Linked DNA regions of Mus musculus: region 1 is linked to region 2. A link is a contact called in public promoter capture Hi-C data. All regions are on one chromosome and are shown on one strand. Each heading gives the region's core, a stretch centred on a gene start, on an enhancer-like site or on the middle of the called end of the contact. The rest is flanking DNA. Distances are from core to core; before and after follow the strand shown. Region 1 holds the start of Tmem219 (transmembrane protein 219). Region 2 holds the start of Sult1a1 (sulfotransferase family 1A, phenol-preferring, member 1).

What was found. Capture Hi-C pulls out chosen DNA fragments and counts their contacts.
Region 1: a contact with region 2 is called in a promoter capture Hi-C map of adipose tissue. The contact joins the promoter of Tmem219 here to the promoter of Sult1a1 in region 2. A contact is called at or near these places in 3 of 115 datasets of contacts at active chromatin or transcription factors (bone marrow-derived macrophages, microglia and pancreatic cancer cells) and 3 of 9 other capture datasets (adipose tissue, liver and pancreatic islet).

Annotation. Positions count from the first base shown.
Region 1 is chr7:126,896,901-126,900,426 of GRCm38.p6, reverse strand. Tmem219 (transmembrane protein 219) reads left to right here and starts at 2,149. Exons shown (of 6, transcript NM_026827.1): 1 at 2,149-2,203; 2 at 3,200-3,401; 3 at 3,489-3,526. The coding sequence starts at 3,237.
Region 2 is chr7:126,675,138-126,678,683 of GRCm38.p6, reverse strand. Sult1a1 (sulfotransferase family 1A, phenol-preferring, member 1) reads left to right here and starts at 2,266. Exons shown (of 8, transcript NM_133670.2): 1 at 2,266-2,382; 2 at 3,101-3,240; 3 at 3,331-3,456; 4 at 3,538-3,546. The coding sequence starts at 2,366.

The DNA of each region.
Region 1 (3,526 bases), core at 900-3,399, 220 kb before region 2:
GGTGTCATAGTCAGGGGTGAATAATCTTCCTAGGAATACGGGTGTCGTAGTCAGGGGTGAATAATCTTCCTAGGAATACGGGTGTCGTAGTCAGGGGTGAATAATCTTCCTAGGAATACGGGTGTCGTAGTCAGGGGTGAATAATCTTCCTAGGAATACGGGTGTCGTAGTCAGGGGTGAATAATCTTCCTAGGAATACGGGTGTCGTAGTCAGGGGTGAATAATCTTCCTAGGAATACGGGTGTCGTAGTCAGGGGTGAATAATCTTCCTAGGAATACGGGTGTCGTAGTCAGGGGTGAATAATCTTCCTAGGAATACGGGTGTCGTAGTCAGGGGTGAATAATCTTCCTAGGAATACGGGTGTCGTAGTCAGGGGTGAATAATCTTCCTAGGAATATGGCTGTTGTAGTCAGTCAAGGGTGAATAATCTTCCTAGGAATATGAGTGTCGTAGTTAGGGGTGAATAATCATCCTAGGAATATGGGTGTCGTAGTCAGGGGTGAATAATCTTCCTAGGAATACGGGTGTCATAGTCAGGGTTCTGTTCCTGCACAAACATCATGACCAAGAAGCACTTGGGGAGGAAAGGGTTTATTCTGCTTACACTTCCACATTGCTGTTCATCACCAAAGGAAGTTAGGACTGGAACTCAAGCAGGTCAAGAAGCAGGAGCTGATGCAGAGGCCACGGAGGGATGTTCTTTACTGGCTTGCTTCCCCTGGCTTGCTCAGCCTGCTTTCTTATAGAATTCAAGACTACCAGCCCAGGGATAGCACCCTTGATCAAGGGGCCTTTCGCCCTTGATCACTAATTGAGAAAATGCCTTACAGTTGGATCTCATGGAGACTGAAGCTCCTTTCTCTGTGATAACTCCAGTCTGTGTCAAGTTGACACAAAACCAGCCAGTACAATGGGTATACAAAGTCTCACAGAGACATTGTTTCAAATTTGGGCAGCAATTTTATATCCAGAAGTAGAATTATAACCACATGGCAATACTATTTCTGTTGATTTTCCTTTTTTGGAAAAGTCAAATTCTTCCCCATAACGGTACCAGTGTATGTTCCTACCAACAATGTTCAGCTGAAGTTTCAATTTGTCCACATATTTACCAACACTCGCTAGTTTCTGATCTCTTGTTGGTAGCTACACTAACAGATATGAATGATACCTCATTTTGCTTTTTTTTTTTTGCTTTATTTACATTTTTTGAGAACTGTTATGAACTAAAACCGGAGGTACAAATGTTTTTCTTTAGAGAACCATGTTCCACACTATTAATCCCAGCACACAGGAGGCAGAGGCTGGTGGATCTCTGTGTTCAAAGACACTTTGGTCTACATAAGTGAGTTCCATGTCATCTGCACAGTAAGACCCTGCCCTACCCTAAACCAAAACAAATGTTCTTCTGTAAAGGGGACAGTTTTATCCCCAGGACAACAGGGTTATTATGGCTTTTGCAGAATTAGATTTATTCATTTTGTTGTTGTTTGGTTTTGGAGGGATCCCAGGCTGGCTTCGAACTCCTGATGCTCAGGCCTCCACCTCCTAACTGCTGGGGTTACAGGACTGCATCACCAGAGTGAGGATGAGCCCGAGTTCCTGGCTCCGTGCCTTATGTTGTTTCAGGTAAGATGATATTCCCTCTAAAAGGCTAACAGAGTGAGACGAGATGTTCCCCTTTGAACAGCCTTGCAACTCTAGGGTCCTGGGCACTTAGGGACCTCTCAAGAAAAGAGCCAAAGTCCAAGGGCAAGGTGTGTAGACCGTAAGTATTTGAGAGGGCAGAGAAGAGCAAAACCTATACACTACACACAGAGGGGAAGAGTAAAGTCCCATCCATCCCAGAGGACCCCCAAGTCCTTCCCAGAAGCCTGGGTGAGGTTCTGACCCTCCTGTGCTCTCTCAGGAGGGAGACCCTGAGATGTCCAAAACGGCTAGCACGGCCTCCCTCGGCTGTTGCTAGTTTTATCACCTACTCCCAAGTTACTCCCTCCACTTGGCCCATTGGGTGACTTTTCTTTTGGTTCGGCCGGAACTAGGCCAGGGAGTAGCCAGCAACCTTTCCAACCGTGGTCACCGCGCATGCGCGTCTGAATGGACTGGGGCGGGGCCGGAGCGTGCACGCGCGAGCAAGGCCCCGCCTCTCCGCCAAGCCACCCATGACGTCACGGGGCGCCGGCCTCTGCTGGGCTGCAAGCGGTGAGAGCTAGTGGCGAACGGATCTGACGCCGCTTGATCGGGAAGGGATGCGGGTGTCGAGATCCTTCTGGAGGGGCTTTGGGGAGGACGGGAGGTCCAGATGCACCAGCCGCTACTGCCCCTCAGGCTCTGCCCTCCCTCCTCCTCCCCTCCCCCTTGCAGAAATGCCGGGACGTGGAGCCACGCCGGGGCCGAGCATATGTGACACCTGTGTTTCCCAGTGGCTTCCACACTTTCCCACGCTGTCCCCCTCACACCTTATAATGATCTCCTGCCTTCCAGATGCTTATTTTCATCAGTCTATCGCTTCTTGCCTGGAATAGGGTACTCGGAAATTGGAGATGGATTTTAGACCGTAGCCCTACCACTTCTGAGTCCCTGAGCTTCAGTATTCTACTGGCTTCTGGCCTTAAGGATCAGTATGACACCAATAGAAAGAAAGGAGATGGACGTCTGTTGAATTCCTGCATGGCCAAGTACTGAGCAAACAGCTGCCCAGTCGAATCCTCATTACTTGGTGCTCTTAGAACTCCCTTTCAGGACATCCTAACCTCACAGACAACCAACTGGCTTGGTTGCATGTGTGAGCGCCGTCCATTCCTACCTGGCTAGTTAGCTTAACTCCAAACTGGAAACTGAACCCAGACACTTCCGGTCTGGATTGTGACTTGGCTGCCAAAGCCTCACCCCAGATCAACTGCTTCCTCTTTCTCCAGCTGAGAATTCGTTTCACATCTCTTTTGCTAGTACAGAATGCTCTTCCCTGCTTCTCCTTTGGATATTTCAGAAACGAAAGAAAGCTTTTTTTTTTTTTAAGTGCTGTAAGGAGGTGAACTTTTGGAGTTCAGAATCTTGGATTTTGGTCCTGGCTCTGTCACTTTCTGCGTGGCCTTGAGCAAATTCATTGTCTTCTAACCTTAGGTTATCTTTGTATAGCATGGGTGAGTGCCTTCTGACCAGCAGGCTCTTGTCTAGTTCTCCCTTACTGTCCTCCAGCAGGCACCCCACGGAGGCCCAGACCCCTCTGCTCCCCATGGGCAGCTGCCAGGCAGGGCACAACTTGCATCTCTGTCTGGCTCATCACCCACCTTTGGTCTGTGCCACTTTGATCCTGCTGCTCCTTGGCCTTTCTGGCCTGGGCCTTGGTGGCTTCCTCCTCACCCACACAACTGGCCTCCGTAGCCCTGACATTCCCCAGGTAAGTACCCGGGGTGCTCACCCTTGTGGTATATACCCGCCCCTGCTGCTCTTCTCACCTCTCTGTCACTCTCCTTTTTGCACGCAGGATTGGGTTTCCTTCTTGAGATCTTTTGGCCAGCTAAG
Region 2 (3,546 bases), core at 1,017-3,516:
TTTACACAGCCACTGACCTCCCAGGAACTATAGCTAGTAAAACTGATTTGTGGCTGGGCAGTGGTGGTGCACGCCTTTAATCCCGGCACTTCGGAGGCAGAGGCAGGTGGATTTCTGAGTTTGAGGCCAGCCTGGTCTACAGAGTGAGCTCCAGGACAGACAGGGCTACACAGAGAAACCCTGTCTCAAACCTCCCCCCAAAAACTGATTTGTGATTACTTCTTGTTTTTAGCCCCCCCACCCCCACCCAAGTATCTTAGTGCCAAGCAATATGCCTCTTCCAAGACAGAACCAGGGTAGAGACAGACCTTTTAAGTATGCACAGGGCCAAAATGGATTCCTCAGGAGTTCTCTCACACAAAATGCCACATGTGGACTTAAGGTTTAAGCTTGTTCTGGGGATAAAGACACGAACTTTAAATTAAAAAAAAATAAAAGTCATACACACATATATTGTTTATGTGCAAGTGTGTACACATATTTATGTGTCATGTAGCAGTCAGTTCTCTCCTTTCATTGTAAGAGTCCTGTGGATTGAACTCAGACCATGAAGCTTGGCAGCAAGTGCCTTTACCATCTGAGCTATCCTGCTGGTCCAAAGCTGGACCCTTTGGTCTTTATTCTTCTTTCTCCCTGCTTCAGTGGCAGCAGGTGTACCAGCAAAGCTTTCCAGTCTGTAACCTGCGAGCAAAATGTTGGGAAAGATACAGTTCTGAGCTGCAACTCAACACTGTCCCTCCAGCGATGCGGCTCTGCTGGTGGCCCTCTGTATAGGTACCAAGTTCTGAGAGGATCCCCTCTCCACTGGTACCAGTTCTCTTCATAGGTGCATGCTAGTAGATCCCATGGCTCTAAGGCCTGGCACTGGATCCGAACGCCCACCCACAAGAAAAAAGATGACATAATATATGAATATATACATTCATACCTGCAATCTTAGCCCTTGACATGCTGGAGCAGAATTGCCACAAGATCAAGTCTACCCTGGATTACATGGTGAATTCCTAGTCAGCCTAGGATCCAGTATGAGACCTTGTCTCTGTCAGTTCCAAAGCCAGCATTCTTTAGGATCTCTCGAAGCAGTTCTCCTCTACTAAAGGAGCCATTCCCTTATTCTGGCAGAAGGAACAGATCTGTGGTACCTATTAGCACACTAAAAGGCATGCTGGCATCTTGGCTCCTCTCGCTCCCCTGGCCCAGAGGCTCCCTTTCTACCAGCTTCTCACTGTCCTATAACCCAGCTATCTCAGCTACGCATCCCCCAACCCCACTCTCCAAGTCCTCGTCTTTGTCTTCATCTCTTGCTATCCCATGCCCAAACCCACTTCTCATGGCCAAGTCCAGTTTTCTGGTCATATTCAGTCCACTTCTTTCTCTCTGGACTCTTCCAGATCACTATGGCTGAACTCTCCCTAGCATCTACAATAAAATCCTCCCCTCAGTCACACCTCGGAGTGGTCCTGTCATCAGTCTACATAGTCTCAAACAAACACAATTTCCTCTAGAGAAATGGGAAGTCTTGTCCTGATGCCCAGCTTTGCACAGCTCTCCTCTGAGATGACAACTCTGTAAGGGTCAGGAGGTGCACAGCTGTGGTACAGGAGCCTCTGCAGCCCCAGTGCAGCTTGATATTGCATCTTCACTCCAACAGCAGACAGAGGTCAAGGGGGCACTCCTCACTCCTGGAGGTGTGTCTCTCCCAGCTGCAGCCTCTTGTCTTTGCAGAGGGTGAAAATCTTTCTAGGGACTGATCTCCACCAGTCACGTGTGGTATTGGATGAGGTAGACTAGAGCCATGAAGGCAGGGGCACCTTCCAGGGCCTTTAGACTCACACTCCCATGAACACCCCTCCAACTCTGTTGCACCTCTAGTTCCTTGACCTTGCTCCTTCCCATCATTCTGGACTTTCCCTGACGTCAGAGGTTCCAGGCATCGCTGTGGTTGCTCTGATCGAAGCCCAAGGTGTCCTCAAGACTGGCTTGGAGCCAGCAGGTGTCCCCATCTGGCTACTTTCTTCCCTATGCCAGAGTGGGTTAATTAGAAAAGTCCCATTGTTCTACCTTAAGTTTAGGTAAGTTAGGAAGGAGTCAGAAGCAGAGCAAAAGAAACCCACTGTCCATGCTGTGGCCTGATTGGTGTTTTGTTTTGTTTTGAACAGGCTAAACCCACAGTCCACAGTATGGTTAACAGAACCCTGCCCTACTCCACCTCCTCCCCTTTTTGTTTCTGGAGAACAGCCAGTCCTAGCACTGTTTCCACTTCCTCCCACTTGGGACACAAAATCTCCAGCTCAAAGACCAATTCTGCATTCCCCACATTGCAAAGCCTACACAAAGATCCCTACCACTGAGCACCGAGGGAGGCATGGCTCAGAACCCCAGGTGAGTGGCAGAGTGGGGTGGCCACCTTGTCCTGCCCAGATACTGGTTCCACTGCTCTTCAAGTGCCAGCTAGTCCTTACACTTTGATTAGTCTGCCTGACTGCTGCCTGGGCCTCTAGCCTCTCTACTTTCTCCATGCATACCCCACCTCAGAAGAGCAACTGTGGTTTGTCTGAGTTCCCCTCCGCTCTGGCTTGTTTTAGAATCCTTTTTATTTTAGTAGAAAGTTTCTCCCTACCTTGCAACAAGCTTAATAGCTAAATTGGTTATATTTGTCTCAGAGCAAAATAGGATATCAGTTCTAGATGGGCTGAGGCATTTCTGAAGATAACAGGAAGTTCAAGGGGAAAAAAATAGAGAGAGGCCATGGCCTGAAGCTGCACTAGGAAGTAGTGAAGACTCGGCTGGTGCCTGCCGTTTTCTCATGTATGAGCTGGAATATCCTAGGAAACAGCACACATTGGACTGATTCTACCTCAGAGTGTTTTAATGCCTGGACTATGTATGCTTGGGCACTAGGGACATGGAACAATGTTCCACAGGTGATCAGACATAGCACAGTGGTGACTTTTGGTGGAGATAGATTTGCCTTTGATCCCAGATCTACCTGCCACTTTGGGGGGCTCTGCCAAAGCCCCAGGATCCCCGTCTTAAATCATTTAACACATGGTACTGTGGACTTGCTAGAGAAGTGGGTTTTACTCTGTTCTCAATGCAGCAACATGGAGCCCTTGCGTAAACCACTGGTGCCTGTGAAGGGAATCCCACTCATCAAATACTTTGCGGAGACAATGGAGCAACTGCAGAACTTCACAGCCTGGCCTGATGATGTGCTCATCAGCACGTACCCAAAGTCTGGTGAGCGAGCAGTGGTCCCCACCACACACACACTTTGGTAAGCAGGTCAAGACTCTGAGCCTCGCTCACCTCTTGCTCCTCCCTTTCCAGGTACTACCTGGATGAGTGAGATCATGGATATGATCTATCAGGGTGGCAAGCTAGATAAGTGTGGCCGGGCCCCCGTCTATGCCCGGATACCCTTCCTTGAGTTCAGCTGCCCAGGGGTCCCCCCAGGTATGTGCATGGGGGTGCTAGAGACAAGTGGAAAAAGGTAGGACCGGGCCCCAGTTTAACAAAGTTCCTTGTTCAACTTAGGTCTTGAAA